Regions from separate parts of the Mus musculus genome. Here regions 2, 3, 4 and 5 are each linked to region 1. A link is a contact called in public HiCAR-type and HiChIP or PLAC-seq data. All regions are on one chromosome and are shown on one strand. The core of a region is the stretch at or near the end of the contact, and the rest is flanking DNA. Distances in the headings are between cores, read along the strand shown. Region 1 holds the start of Slc15a4 (solute carrier family 15, member 4). Region 2 holds the start of Tmem132b (transmembrane protein 132B). Region 3 holds the start of Aacs (acetoacetyl-CoA synthetase). Region 4 holds the start of Zfp11 (zinc finger protein 11). Region 5 holds the start of Mrps17 (mitochondrial ribosomal protein S17).

What was found. HiCAR-type assays count read pairs that join an accessible place to other places. HiChIP or PLAC-seq counts read pairs in DNA pulled down with a chosen protein or histone mark.
Region 2: a contact with region 1 is called in an H3K27ac HiChIP or PLAC-seq map of epiblast stem cells, with 27 times the contacts expected there. The contact joins the promoter of Tmem132b here to the promoter of Slc15a4 in region 1. A contact is called at or near these places in 1 of 15 datasets of contacts at CTCF or cohesin (large pre-B cells), 2 of 484 Hi-C or Micro-C datasets (both in B cells) and 7 of 115 datasets of contacts at active chromatin or transcription factors (astrocytes, bone marrow-derived dendritic cells, bone marrow-derived macrophages and 4 more).
Region 3: a HiCAR-type map of astrocytes shows a contact between it and region 1, with 6 times the contacts expected there. The contact joins the promoter of Aacs here to the promoter of Slc15a4 in region 1. A contact is called at or near these places in 6 of 39 promoter capture datasets (the C10 cell line, embryonic stem cells, hippocampal neurons and 3 more), 1 of 484 Hi-C or Micro-C datasets (B cells) and 5 of 115 datasets of contacts at active chromatin or transcription factors (the 230-238 cell line, astrocytes, bone marrow-derived dendritic cells and 2 more).
Region 4: an H3K27ac HiChIP or PLAC-seq map of bone marrow-derived dendritic cells shows a contact between it and region 1, with 5 times the contacts expected there. The contact joins the promoter of Zfp11 here to the promoter of Slc15a4 in region 1. A contact is called at or near these places in 3 of 115 datasets of contacts at active chromatin or transcription factors (bone marrow-derived dendritic cells, large pre-B cells and stem cell-derived neural progenitor cells).
Region 5: a contact with region 1 is called in an H3K4me3 HiChIP or PLAC-seq map of pro-B cells, with 8 times the contacts expected there. The contact joins the promoter of Mrps17 here to the promoter of Slc15a4 in region 1. A contact is called at or near these places in 5 of 39 promoter capture datasets (the 3T3-L1 cell line, the C10 cell line, the HPC-7 cell line and 1 more), 1 of 15 datasets of contacts at CTCF or cohesin (large pre-B cells) and 2 of 115 datasets of contacts at active chromatin or transcription factors (bone marrow-derived dendritic cells and pro-B cells).

The regions. Positions count from the first base shown.
Region 1 is chr5:127,616,038-127,618,737 of GRCm38.p6, forward strand. Slc15a4 (solute carrier family 15, member 4) reads right to left here and starts at 1,355. Exons shown (of 8, transcript NM_133895.1): 1 at 778-1,355. The coding sequence starts at 1,332.
Region 2 is chr5:125,531,049-125,533,748 of GRCm38.p6, forward strand. Tmem132b (transmembrane protein 132B) reads left to right here and starts at 1,370. Exons shown (of 9, transcript NM_001190352.1): 1 at 1,370-1,642. The coding sequence starts at 1,582.
Region 3 is chr5:125,474,554-125,477,253 of GRCm38.p6, forward strand. It overlaps Aacs (acetoacetyl-CoA synthetase), which reads left to right and starts at 1,320. Exons shown (of 18, transcript NM_030210.2): 1 at 1,320-1,556. The coding sequence starts at 1,424.
Region 4 is chr5:129,668,793-129,671,492 of GRCm38.p6, forward strand. Zfp11 (zinc finger protein 11) reads right to left here and starts at 1,296. Exons shown (of 3, transcript NM_172462.4): 1 at 1,268-1,296.
Region 5 is chr5:129,714,094-129,716,793 of GRCm38.p6, forward strand. Mrps17 (mitochondrial ribosomal protein S17) reads left to right here and starts at 1,404. Exons shown (of 4, transcript NM_001356959.1): 1 at 1,404-1,456; 2 at 1,591-1,670; 3 at 2,634-2,700. The coding sequence starts at 2,651.

The DNA.
Region 1 (2,700 bases), core at 105-2,604:
ATACAGCTTTCCCCTATTCCAGTACTTCCACCACCACCCCCCCACACACACACACACAAAGCTCCCCCAGAGCAGAGGGTGGGTGTTGTTCTCTCCCCTCCTACAGTCCCCTACCAGATGCAAGAGCAGATGTGGACAGCGGTGCGCACAGGGGAGGGGAAGGGGCTGTTACTCCCTCTTACTCAGTCCTGGACCTAGTGCCAGGTGTGGAATGGGTTCTACTCATGGGCTTCCTCCCCACACGCATTAGAGGGAGTCTTGCCCTTCCTCCTACCCACTCGGGTGTTGGAGCAGATGGGTTTCCTCCTGCCACTCTCCAAGGGAAGAGCAGGTCTCCTTCCTCACCTCCACTAACAAGGAGGGATCAGAGGCAGGTGGCCTTCTTCTCTGCACTACAAGGGAGATTCCCTGGGTTGGGAAATTCCTCTCCCTCACCTTAACCTTTCTCTAGATCTGAGGCGATGTGGGGTGCAGGTCTATGGGTTGGGAAGCTTGGTGGGCAGCCCTGTGCTTTCCGATCGATTGCGCATAGGTGCAGAGGCAAGTGGGGATGTAGGCTTAGGTGTTTGGGGTGGCTCCTTTTTTCCAATCAGTGGAAGAACCCTGGGGGACAGGAGGTGCAGATGATACACAGGCTACCGTGCCAGTTCCCCCGTGTCCCCAGCGTTGTTAAAGTCAACGCTTAGGTTCGGGTAGCCGTGGTGCGCAGGAGGTGCGGCGGGGGGGGGGGGGGTGGTGGTCCCCAAACCCGGGAAGACCTGAGCGGGTCCGGCTCACCTGATCGGCGCCGAAGGGCGTGATGTTGGCCTTGACCGTGGCCACCCCGAGACCCACGAGCACGAGCCCCGCGAAGGTGGCGGGGGCACAGCGGCGCGCGGCGTTCTCGGGACACGACGCTGACCCGTTGGGGAAGGGCGCCGAGCAGTTGCGCACGAGCTCGGGCCGCGGGTCCCCGCAGAGGAAGGAGCGCGAGCGGGGCGCGGCCAGCAGCGGGAAGGCCAGCAGGCCCAGCAGGTAGAGGGCCAGGCTGAGCAGGATGGCGCGGGCCCGGCCGAGGCGGGCGTCGGCGAGCCAGCCCCCGAACGGCGAGCCCAGATAGGTGAGGCCCATGAAGAGCAGCAGCGCCTGGCTGGCCTGCGCGCCCTCCCAGTCGAACGGCGCGCCATTCAGGAACAGCACCAGGTTGGCCGTGACGCCGTAGAAGGCCGCGCGCTCCAGCAGCTCGGCCAACAGCACCGCCCCGCACGCCGCACGCCGCCCCGCGAACACCGCGGACGCCGCCGACACTGCCGGACGCCGCGAACCCAACAGCGGCGCCCGCTCGCCCTCCATGGCCGGTTCACTGAGGACTCGGTAGCCCAACTCTCGCGAGACAGCGAGTTCCCTCCCTCTCCCGCCGCCGCCTTTTAACTGGGCAAGCTGGGCGGGGGTGGCTGCCGGTTCCGCCCCCGGAAATCCGGCCAAGCGGGCCTTTCACTTGACAGCGGTTTGTTGTTGAGATGCGTGGAGGGATGGTGGTTCCTATGGCTGGAGGGGTTCCACCGGGAAACTGGAACCCTAGACTCCGAGGTTCCGGCCCCAAACTGGGTTCCTAATCCAGGTCACCAGGGTCTAAATCTTCCCTTCTTGCCATCTTCTCAGGACCCAGGCGTCAAGTGTAACAGTCTCGGCCTCCTCTCCCTCTCTTGGTATCTCACTTTTCTGTCTCTTCTTAAAACAAAAATTACTAAAATTTATTTATTTTTGGTTTTTTTCGAGACAGGGTTTCTCGGTGTAGCCCTGGCTGTCCTGGAACTCATTTTGTAGACCAGGCTAGCCTCGAACTCAGAAATCCGCCTGCCTCTGCCTCCCAAGTGCTGGGATTAAAGGCGTGCGCCACTACCGCCCTGCTGCTGCTGCTGCTTCTTCTTCTTCTTCTTCTTCTTCTTCTTATTATTATTATTATTATTTTAAGGACTGAAGAGATAACTCCACAGTTAAGAGCACTGGCTGCTAGTCAGAGGTTCTGGGCTCGATTCCCAGCACCCACCTTGTGTCTCCTAACAATCTGTAACTCTAGTTCCTCGTGGATCCGGCACCTTCTTCTGGCCTCCAGGGCTACTGCACACACACAGGGTGCACAGACCTCCATGAACGCAAAGCATCCATACACATAAAACTAAACACATCTTTAGTGGCACATGCCACTAATCCCAGCTCTTGGGAGGCAGAGGCGGGCGAATCTCTGTGAGTTCGAAACCAGTGTAGTCGACACAGTGAGTTCTGCCAGGGCTGCATAGTGAGACCCTGTCTCAAAAAAAAAAAAAAAAAAAAAAGGAAAGGAAAAAAGAAAAAGAAAGAAAGAAAGGGAAAGAAAAGAAGAAGAGAAAAGAAAAGAAAAGAAAAGAAACTAAAACCAAAACCTTTATTTACAGCCTATAACTGACTCTTAGTCCTGCTGGTAAGTAAGACTGAGTCTTGGAACGTTTGCTTAAAGACTGGACCAGTGAGATGGCTTACCAAGTAAAGGTGCTTGCTACCCGGCCTGGTGATAGCCTGAGTTCTATCCCCCTGCTGGGAGCCCCACACAATGGATAGACAGCAGACACTGCATGTATGTCCACACATACAGACACAGGCAATTAAAAAGAAAAAGTTCTGCTAAGCTAAGCATGACATACTTGAACAAACTCTGTATTGGAATGATAAGGCTAATAAACC
Region 2 (2,700 bases), core at 120-2,619, 2.1 Mb before region 1:
TTGACTGATTTGAGGTCTGACCCATCTTTCTTTTTTTCTTTCTTTCTTTCTTTCTTTCTTTCTTTCTTTCTTTCTTTCTTTCTTTCTTTCTTTCTTTCTTTCTTTCTCTCTCTCTCTTTCTTTTTCTTTTTCTTTTTCTTTTTCTTTTTTTTTTTTTTTTTTTTTTTTTGGTTTTTCGAGACAAGGTTTCTCTGTATAGCCCTGGCTGTCCTGGAACTCACTTTGTAGAGCAGGCTGGCCACGAACTCAGAAATCCGCCTGCCTCTGCCTCCCGAGGGCTCGGATTAAAGGCGTGCGCCACCACTCCCGGCTTCTGACCCATTTTTCTACGCCAAGCCAGGACACCAGAAACTGGTGGCAGGTTGAGCAGAACCCAGACTCTAATTCAGGTGTTTAGACACCACAGCCTCTGTCTGGCTTTGCAGCCTGGTGAAGGGAACTTCCAGGGCCTCTCAGAGAAGCACCTCGGAGCTTCCCTGTTTCAACCTGTCGCCTGGACTAGGCTGTGCATTCAAAGGGACTGTAGTTTCTTGGTCCCTGTAAGCTGGGACTCTCTTCCCACGCCGGGCTGAAGCCTGGCCCACTTCGTGGACATATCGGACGACCTGCCTTGGTGGCGGAGCCGTGCCTCCTCTCCCCACTCCTTAGCACAGAAAGAGCGCTCTGATCTGCCTGAGGCTGGTAGATACTCTTGCGGGCTCTCAGGCCACACCACATCTATCACGTGCCCTAGTCTGCGCGCAGCAATCTATCCCTCACAGATGCCTCCTCTGCGGGCCTCTCCGGTAGCTTGCTTGCCTTCTCAACCCCGGGGACGCCCAGCGTTGCGCTCCCTCCCAACACTCCCTGGGAACCCGCTCCGCACTCTAAACGCTCTCTCTGTCCCTGCCCGACTACCTATTCGGGTCTCCACAGGCCTTGGCGGCCCTGTGCTCTCCCCTGGGAGTGAGTGACACATCCTGACGCTTAACCGCTGGGTGGCCGCCTGGTGTCTTGGCCCGGAGGAGGGGAGGGGACTGGGGGGGGGGGAGGACACCTCCCTGCCTCCTCTTTTTCTATTCTTTAACATCTCTGGGTATGTTCCTCCTCTCTCTTCCTCTCTTCCCTATTCCTCTTCTTCTCCCCTTCCTTTCCTCCTTTCATCTCCTTCCTTCCCTAACTCCATCCTCCTCCCTCTTCTTCTAGCCCCATTCCTCCTCCTCCTCTCCCTCCTCCTTCCTCCTCCCTTCCCCTTCTCCCTCCTCCTCCTCCTTTCCTGTCCTCCTCCCTCCTCCTCCCTCCTGGCTGCTCCCCTCCTCCTCCCTCCTCCCTCCCCTCCTCCCTGCTCGGCTCGCTCACTCTCGCGCTGGCTGGAGGGGCGGCCGGCAGCTGGCGCTGGCCGAGGCGGCGGCGGGATGGGACGCGCGCTGGGGCGCAGGAGCCGCGGCGCCGGCGGGGGCCGCGCAACTCCGGCCAAGTGCAGGGCGGGCGCGCGCTGAGCCCGGGCGCCGTCTGCAGCCGGCGGCCGAGCGCGGAGCTGAGAGGTGCGGGAGGCGGCGGCGCAGGAGCGAGCGGAGCCCGGCGCCGGCTCCCGGGAGGACCATGCGGGCCCCGGCCGCGTCGCTCGGGCTGCTGCTGGCGCTGAGCGCGCTCCGCTGCGCAGGTAACGCGGCCGCGTCCCCTCCCCGACCCCGCGCGCAAAGTTGCTGCCTGGGTCCCAAGTCCCGGGCGGCCGCCGCCTCCTGCTCTTGGCGGGTCTGGGGAGCCCCGGGCGGCCCAAACCCCGCGCGCGTCCCCTTTGCCTCCTCTCCAGTCCCAGCTGCCCTTTGGATCCTTTTGGGGCTCCGGGAGCCACAGGCAGGGCTCCCTGAAATACCCCTCCTTACGCTGCCTGGCACCCGGGCCCCGGGGTCTGCTGGAGATGTAGTGGCCCAGCGTCCGTGGATTGCTGTCCTGTTGTCTGGACACCTGCGGGGCCTGGAGGTCGTCTGGGCTGGCCATGTCTGGCTTGGCTGCAGTCCTTCCCGCGCCTGGTTGCCCCTCTGTTTCCAGCCTCCCAAAGCTACCCGCTCCCCCAAGTGGCTCCCGCTGTCTCCCAAAGTAGCTTCCGCAGGCAGCCAGGTGACCCTGCCGCTCACCCTCTGGAAGCGCGGGTCGTCCCAGCACCCTGACCCATACGTGGTCTAGCAGGACCCGGGAGCGTGGTCCGCTCAGGCACCTAGTGATGTCTAACGTGAAGGTGTTCAGAGCCCTCGCCCCGGGATCCGGGAGTCTGGCTCCAGACTGGCACCTGCGCAGCTGTCGCCTAAACCCCGCGAATGGGGGAAGTCAGAATAGCCAGTTATATGCTGTTTGCAGCCTGGGATGGAGTTGGCTAGGTTCAGCCACCTCGGTGTTGCTACGTGTTGGTTGTAGAGGAAGCTTATCCTAAAATGACAGTACCCCCCTCCCCCACCCCAGGCAAGTAGAGACAATCCCAAAGGCTGGGAAGAAGCGACAGTCACGAGCCCTGTTCATGTGCGTATGAGGGCTGTGTTCTCCAGACCTTTAAAGCCCACGTTTTGGGAGCAGGTAGCTTTAGACTGAGAGCTTCGCTTCCCATTCCTTAAAACAAAAACCGACCGTACAGATACCCAGAACGCGGAAGGAAAAATGCACCCTCAACTTTGCGGCTCCGACTGCCTGGGTGAGGTCGCACTTAGGAGTAAACCTGGATGCCAA
Region 3 (2,700 bases), core at 70-2,569, 2.1 Mb before region 1:
AGAAAGAAAATTAACTTGTTTTCAGTTATTTTAGACACTGGGTAGACAGCAAAGTACCAAATGGACTGACAAGACTATTAGCATCCAGAAGGTTCTCATCATAGTAGGATCTGAGCATGCGTTCTCTCTGTAGGAACCTTCTGATGCTCTCCCCCAGATTCAAAGCCAGCATCTCTGATGTTCCCCCAGGACGAACTTAAGCTGCTACCGTTTCGTTCACTGACTTTGCTACTCCAGGGCTATAGTACCAAAGACCTGGGCCTTTTCAAAGACCTGGGCCTTTTCAGTTAGTTGAACGTGCACACCCCACAGGACACAGTATTCTTGCTTGGGGGGCCCTGGACACTGACTCCTCTCTTTGTTCGGAAACCTGCAAGATTTCCTAAAGCTCCCTTCTGTCACCTGCAAGCCACTGTGAGCAACATGGAGTCACATCCCTAGCCCTCTCTTTTCTTTTAGTTTTAACACATGGCTTTTTAAAGTTTGCCCGGACTAGTCTTTTTCTTTTCTTTTCTTTTCTTTCTTTTTTTTTGGTTTTTCGAGACAGGGTTTCTCTGCTGGCCTCGAACTCAGAAATCCACCTGCCTCTGCCTCCCAAGTGCTGGGATTAAAGAAAGGTGTGCGCCACCACGCCCGGCGCCCCGGCTAGTCTTGAACTCACTCTGTTACAAGAATAATCTTAAAGCCCAGACGCCTCTCCCACCTCTACCTCCCAAGTATTCCGATTACAGGGTTTTGCTTTGAGGTCCATGCTGGAGTGGAACTTACTGTCATCCTCCTGTCTTAGTCTTTAAAGTGCTGGGTTTCAGGCTTGCCCCAGAATGTCCTGTGCTTAACGCTTTTATTTTCAGTCTTGACGATAGACTTGAGGTCTCACTCACTCAGTATCTTATGTTACATTATATACCCCATGTATCCCTGCTACAGCATCCCTGTGAGTGAGCACACGCGACACGGACACGCATTTTAGAGGTCTTCTGCACGCGTTTTAGGCTTAAGACATCTCCGCAGCTAAAGTGAGTGTTGGAGGAGCAACTTAATTTGAATAAGTGAATGAATGAACGAACGAACGAGGGCAATAAGTAAACAGAGCAACACCCGGTAAGTTGTGCAATAAGTGAGGGCGTGGAACATGCTTATCGCGCCTGCGCAGGCGAGGCACTCTTTTTGGCAGCAAGCGCACCTTTTGCAGGCGCGGCGCGGCGGAGGGTTACAGAAGAGGGCGTGGTCTCAAGAGGCGTGGCTTTCTGGAGGCGTGGCGAAGGCTGCTGGGGGTGTGACCAGGCCGGATGTCCCACAGGCCGCGCCGGCGCTGGTTCAGTCTCGCGCTGTGGTTCGTCGGCGCACCGCTGATCCGCTCCACGCCTTGCGCTCTCCGCTCTCAGCCAAAGCCCGGCAGCCCCGGCCACGCAGCTCCGCAACCATGTCCAAGCTGGCGCGGCTCGAGCGCGAGGAGATCATGGAGTGCCAGGTGATGTGGGAGCCTGACAGCAAGAAGGACACGCAGATGGACCGCTTCCGGGCGGCCGTGGGTACCGCCTGCGGCCTGGCGCTTGGTGAGTACGGGGCACGCGGCTAGTGCACCCCCCCCCGTCACGGGCCTTCCCGGAAGCTGTTCCCTCCAGGGAGGACCGCCCTAGGAAGGTCCCTGCTAGCTGTTGGGATAAGCCTCTGTTGGATGGATATCCGACCAGTGTTCCTGTCTTACAGTCGGGGAAGCCCCCTGCTTTGGGGGTACCCCTCTAGGGAGGTCCCTCCCTTTCCCTACTTAGGTACCTTGATGAATGGCACAGGGATTGGGGGATCCTCGTTGCCTTGGGGGTCCCCCTCTAGAGAGGTTCTCCTAGATGTTGCCGTGGGCCTCTGATGGATGGATGGCTAGTGTCCCTGTCTTTGGGTTGGGGGAGCCCCCTGGCTCTGGGCCCTCCTCTAGGAGGTGCTGGTCTTCTGATGATGTTTCCTTCACTGTTTTGGGAAGCATCACCGCCTGGCCTGTAGAGGCCCCCTTTCTGCAGGCGAGTCACCCTCTGGAAGTGGCAGACACCCTCTGGTTCCTCCGATCTTTTGCTAGGCTTGCCTGCTTGGGAAATGTCTCCTGAGGTCTTGACTTCCATTCGTTGGGGGCTTCCTTCGGGCCTTATCTGCAGTTCTTTTTGAGTTCACGGGTTTCATGTGACAGGCTCCCTCCATCTGCCTTTTGCTAGGGACCAGCTTGAAATTTCAGGTTCCTGAAAAGGTCAGAGTTCGTTCCTCCTCCTTCCTTTAAAGTTAATTAAGGTAGAGTCCTTTCTTACCCCAGCTCTAAACAGATCCTGCTTCCAGCCACCACCCTGGTCTGTGTGATTATGGGTGGGGCAGAGGCCCTTGGCAGGCGAGGTTCTTGTCCATATGCCGTTCCCAGGGATCCATGGGGCTTGCTTAGTCCCTCCACCTGCTCTGCCCCCCTTCTCAGGTGTTTGCCTGGGGTTTTCAGTTCGAGTTGGTTGGTTGATTGTCTTCTTCATTTTCACCTCCGTTACCCCTCTAATTGCAGGGATCCCCTTGTCTCCGTTGGCATCAATGTCTGTCTTGGCTCCCAGGATCTGTCTCCGGATCCTTCCTGAATCTTTTCTTTTTCCCACCCTGAGCACCAGCCCTCTGAGTCTTCTTCCTAGTGTCTCAGCAGCACTTGGCTGTCCTTCTCCCGCCCCCTATGCGTGG
Region 4 (2,700 bases), core at 46-2,545, 2.1 Mb after region 1:
ATGAAAAGTCTCCCTAGACCTCAGGCAGTGAATAACTATACACACACGTGTAAGCACAGTCACAGGGTAGTAGTCATGAGGTAAAAAAGCTAGAAATCACAGGTCCCTGTACAGTCCTGAAGTGTTTCTAGTATATGCTTCCAGGAGCTATGTCAAAGCATGGACTCTCATTTATTTGCAACAACGATTAAACCCAGGACTGGGAGCTCTTACCAAAAAGCTAACCCAGCACTCAGGAGGCATCAACCAAAAAAAAAAGGAAACTTCCAGGCCAGAATGGGCTACTTGAAGAGATGTCTGTCATTAAAGAAAAAACAAAAGGGGGGAGGGGGGTCTAGGGAACATAAACACAGGGAGGGGCAGTCCTTGGGAACTATTGGCAAGGTGAGTATATGAATTTTTAAATAACGTGAAAGCTCTTGAAAAAAAAGTTAAAGCTGGCTTACTGTATGACCCATAAGTCACAATAGAGAGTAAATATACCAAGATGAGGACACAGTTATAATATTACAGTAGCCAAGATATGTAAATAAAACAGTCCCTGTATCCCTTTGGTAACCAGCCTTAAAGGCTGCAGGCTCACAGATCCGCCGAGGACAGAATCCCAGGGACCTTAACAACTCCTAATCTGGGACATGGCACCGGTAGCACCTAGTACCTGCGCTTGAGGTCAGAAGTACTGAAATCCAGTACCAAAAAAAGAAAAAAGAAAAAGAAAAAAGGCATATGTATCACCTCTGAAATCAGCCAGGGGAAAGCTCAACCCAAAGGTTTTTCGTGCTAAAGTGCCCGTGCCTAGGGAGAAGGAGTGACGTGAAAAGTTTTACTAGGATTCTAATTAATAGCTGTCCAGTGCTTTCTGCACAGACGCACGGTTCACGAACACAAAACAAGTCCTTTTGCATTGCTACCCGATGTGCACGGGGGCGGGGGGGGGCAGAAATATAAAAAGCACAAGAATTTGTTTGATACGCGGGGACAGTTTAATGTGAAGACATGGGAAATTCGTAGGAATTTACTGTCCAAGGTGCAGGCCGCTGGGGAGAAGTGGGTGCGGACCCCAGCTCAGGGCTTTTCTCGGGCAGGACCGGCACACGGGGAGTCGGGATGTCCCCAGTATCCCGCCATCGGGCTGCCAGCCTTGGGCCCTCGCCGCGAGCTGACAGATGCCCTAGAGAACTCGACCCGACCCGGGACTGGCCGCCGATCCCGCACCGCTGCATCTACAAAAACCACCTCCCTGCTCGGAGGCCGAGCCCGGACTCACCTTGTCCCGATTCCGGAACGGATCTTTTCCGCGGTGTCCCGTTCCAGAGTGTCCGGGTTCTCTGGTCTCCGGTTTCCGCAGGCTTCCGTTCCGGGGTATCTGGGTTCCCGGGTCTCCGGGTTCCGCGGTGACCCGGAGAGTGTTTGGGTTCCGAGGTGGCTAGGAATAATCCTCCCTGGGAGTCCAAGTGGTGAGGGCAACAGGCTGGCTGGCAAGAGCTGGACCGGAGGTGCAAATAGGAAACGGTCTCCAGTGATGGTGGCACCCCACCCAAAGCCCGCCAAGACAGAATGAAGTCTGTCTCCATGGTAGTTCTCAGTCTAAGGGACCTGGATGCAGACCACTTTTGGCATCCCACAGCCTTGATTAACACTGCAAGTTATCACTTCCAGGCTGAGTAGGGACAAAAATGATAGGTCTTTGCTGTATAGATTATTTTTGACAATTCTCTTAAGAATTTTGTACAATGTTTTTGTTTTGTTTTTTGTTTTTTGTTTTTTGTTTTTTGTTTTTGTTTTTGTTTTTGTTTTTTTGCATTTCCATATAGTTGCTTCAAACCCCTGTTAGATATGTATTAGATATCATGGCATGTCAGGGCAACCTGACTCCCACTTTGTTCTGGAAAGAATGCGCTGATGAATACAGAATCCTATATTGATAGTCTTTTTCTTTGACTTTAAAGAAACTTGTTGTTTGTTTGTTTGTTTGTTGTGACAGGGTTTCTCTGTGTATCTCTGGCTGTTCTGGAACTCTGTAGATCATGGCGGCTTTAAACTAAGAAATCCACCTGCCTCTGCTCCCAAGCGCTGGGATTAAAGGTGTATGCCACAACCTCTGGCTTCACTTTTAAATTTCTAATTCTGATTAGATTATTTCTGTAACTGAGATCATACTTTGCTAGATATGTGTTGATTTTGCTTATTTCTCTCTTGATTTTCAGTTAATCTTTGGATATTTCTAGTTTGACTATGGTGTATGTCTTAGCGTTACTATTGCTGTGAAACACCATGACCAAAGCAACTTGGGGAGGAAAGGGTTTGTTTTGCTTACACTTCTAGAGCACTCTTCATCACTGAAGGAAACAGGACAGGAACTCAAAAAGGGCAGGAACCTGGAGGCAGGAACTGATGCAGAGGCCATAGTGGAGTGCTGTTTACTGGCTTGCTCAGCTTACATAGAATTATTTTCAGCTTACATTGCTCAGCTTTTCCCCCAGTGGTTTCCTACAGTAGAGTACGCATGAAGAATCTTCAGTTTGGAGATGAAAGACTCACTTGCACATATGACTGAATCAAAGGGAAGATTTGGACTGTAATTCATGACACTTCATGCCAACAAACTCCTACAATCACCACCGATGAGAGTGTAAGAAGCATCCTCCATCAAGGAAGGAGATTTTTAAAGGAAATACAGTTAAAATGAACCTGCCCACG
Region 5 (2,700 bases), core at 154-2,653, 2.1 Mb after region 1:
GAAGGCTGCTAGCAGAACATTCGCTTCCAGGTAGCTAGGATGAGGGTCTTAAAGGTCACACCCCCAGTGACACACCTACTCACACAAGGCCACACCCGCTAATCGTGCCACTCTCTAGGCCAAGCATATACAAACCATCACAGTGTGTGTGTGAGTATAGTGTGTGTGTGTGTGTGTGTGTGTGTGTGTGTGTGTGTGCATAAGCCACAGAACAAAGTGGAAACTGAAGGACAGTTTTGGGGACTAGGTTCTTCCTTCCACCATGTGATTGTGAGAATTGAAATTGGACAATCAGGCTTGGTGGTAAGAATCTTCACCTGCTGAGCTATCTGAACGGCTTGAGTTTTTCTTTTTTTTTCATTTGTATGTGCTTGTGTGTGTGTGTGTGTGTAAAGAAATGTTCTCTGTATTTACACTCTTTTATTACCTACTTCATAACTGGTTTGGTTGTTTCTCACTTGCCTCTAATAGACTTTTGTCTCCCTTTTATTCATCTTTTCCCTGCAATGCCTAACAGATTCTTAGAATATATATTCCATAAATGTTTGCTAAAAAAAAAAAAAGGGTTGGACAGATTGATGCGTTGTTTTATTGTTGTTATTTTAATACTGGGGATTGTTTCTAGGACATGGTGCATGAAAGAAAAGCCCTTGGCCATTTGACCATATTTCTGTGCCACCACGTCCCCCTTTAATATTAACTTGAAATTTTTTGACCTACATATTATACATCTTTATGAGATACACTGTGATATTGCAGTGCACACATACAGTAATGTCAGGGTAGTTGGCATATCCATACACTTATCACATCTTTGCCTTAAAAATATTCCAAACCACCTGTATCTGCTGCTTTGATGTATGCAAATATTACACTGTGCAACAGGATATTAGAAATTATTGTAGATCAAGCCTGTAATCCAACCCTGGAAAGGCGGAGGCAAGGCAGATGTAGTGTGAGACTGAAGAAAAGAAAAGAAAAGAAAAGAAAGGAAAGGAAAGGAAAGGAAAGGAAAGGAAAGGAAAGGAAAGGAAAGGAAAGGAAAGGAAAGGAAAGGAAAGGAAAGGAAAAGAAAAGAAAAGAAAAGAAAAGAAAAGAAAAGAAAAGAAAAGAAAAGGAGTTTCTGTCTGACAAATACAAGGCCCTTTGATTTGAAGACATGTCCAATCTATTCCTGGGAAATCAAAAGAGCAGGAAACAAAATGGAATCGGAAAAGGTAGGACCCTCCTGCGCATCTATTGCAGTGCCTATAAAAAAAGAATAAGCGGGATACAATTAGCCCCAGGACTTCCGCCGGGAGGTGCTTGTTCAAATAGATTGGGCGCGTTCTTATCTTTAGCCCCGCCCAAGACTGACAGGACTGGCGCCCTGTGAAATGGGAGGGGTGGGGCTAGCGCACCGTGAGCGTCATCACGCTGCGCCCATGCTCCGCCGGCCTTGTGGTGGACTCCGGAGGTGAGCGAGGGTGTCAACCAGGTCTGGGTTCTGGGGGTCAGCAGTGCTGCGTCCCGTGTCAGTTTCCCTGGTGGTTTCGGTAGCGACTGATTCTCAGAGCGGCCCCGAGTCATAGTCTCGTCTTTCCTCTACAGGAACCTGGCTCACCGGCCGAGGTCTTGCCGTGAGCCCTTGTGTGTACAGTAGCAGGCTGTAACTGAGACAGACAGCTGCAGTAAGTGCTGTGGCCTCGAGATCGTGCCCTGGTAACGACAAGGAATCAACACCGCAGACTCGAGAGTTGAGCGCTTCAAACAACCCCGTTTATTAGTAATACTCCCTAACCCGGGACCAGTTCCAAGAAAGGTTACCAAGTGACAAGGTGTTTCTAAATGGTTACAGCACAAATAATAGTGGGTAAAGAGTAAATAAGGTGACTTGTCTTCTAGTGAGCTCGTAGGTACCTGTAGGTAGAAGAGCTTTGCTCTGTAGAGCTTCTGTGATCAGTAGCAGGGGAATTTTTCCGAATGATTAAGTTAGCTGGTCTCTTAACTGCTTATTTTCCCACTGTATCCTTCCTCATTTGGATAGAGGGACTCCAGTGTGACCAGTTTACTTGTGTGCTTACACACTAATAGTTCCTCGAAACACTTGTGAGCAGGCCATGTTATTCCTAACTTTTCTGTATAGGGAATATGAGGGTTAGATCCATTTTCTACTTTGTAACTATTATAAAGATAAGACCTTTAAGGACCTCTGGCCTGGCTGTTTCAGAAAAGTAGAAAAAATGACTACTGGACACAGGCATTGCTCCTGACAAAATTCACTTGATAAGCTCTAACCATCTGAAGGCTAGTTTAAATGGGGTATTGTGGCACCAGCCTGTGTATAATTTCAGAGGATCCCCTGTAACGGGTGCTACAGAGGTTTTGAGCCACCATAAGGGTGCTGGAAACTGCACCCAGGTCCTCTGGAAGAGCAACCAGTGCTTAGCTGCTTAGGTATCGCTCTAGCCCAACTCATGGGAGGCTAATGTAGAAACATCTCCCAATTTAAGGCAAGCCTGGGCTACCGTGGAGAAAGGTAAACTTCAAAAAAATGAAACAAAGCCATTGGTTTGTTAATGGATAGGGGAAAGGGGGCAAGACTGTGTCTTAACAATGTTAAGCTTTGAGGGTATTTTCTTGTTTTATTTTAGGTGCTTACAGACACATAATGTCAATAGTCCGTTCATCCGTCCACGCCAAATGGGTTGTGGGGAAGGT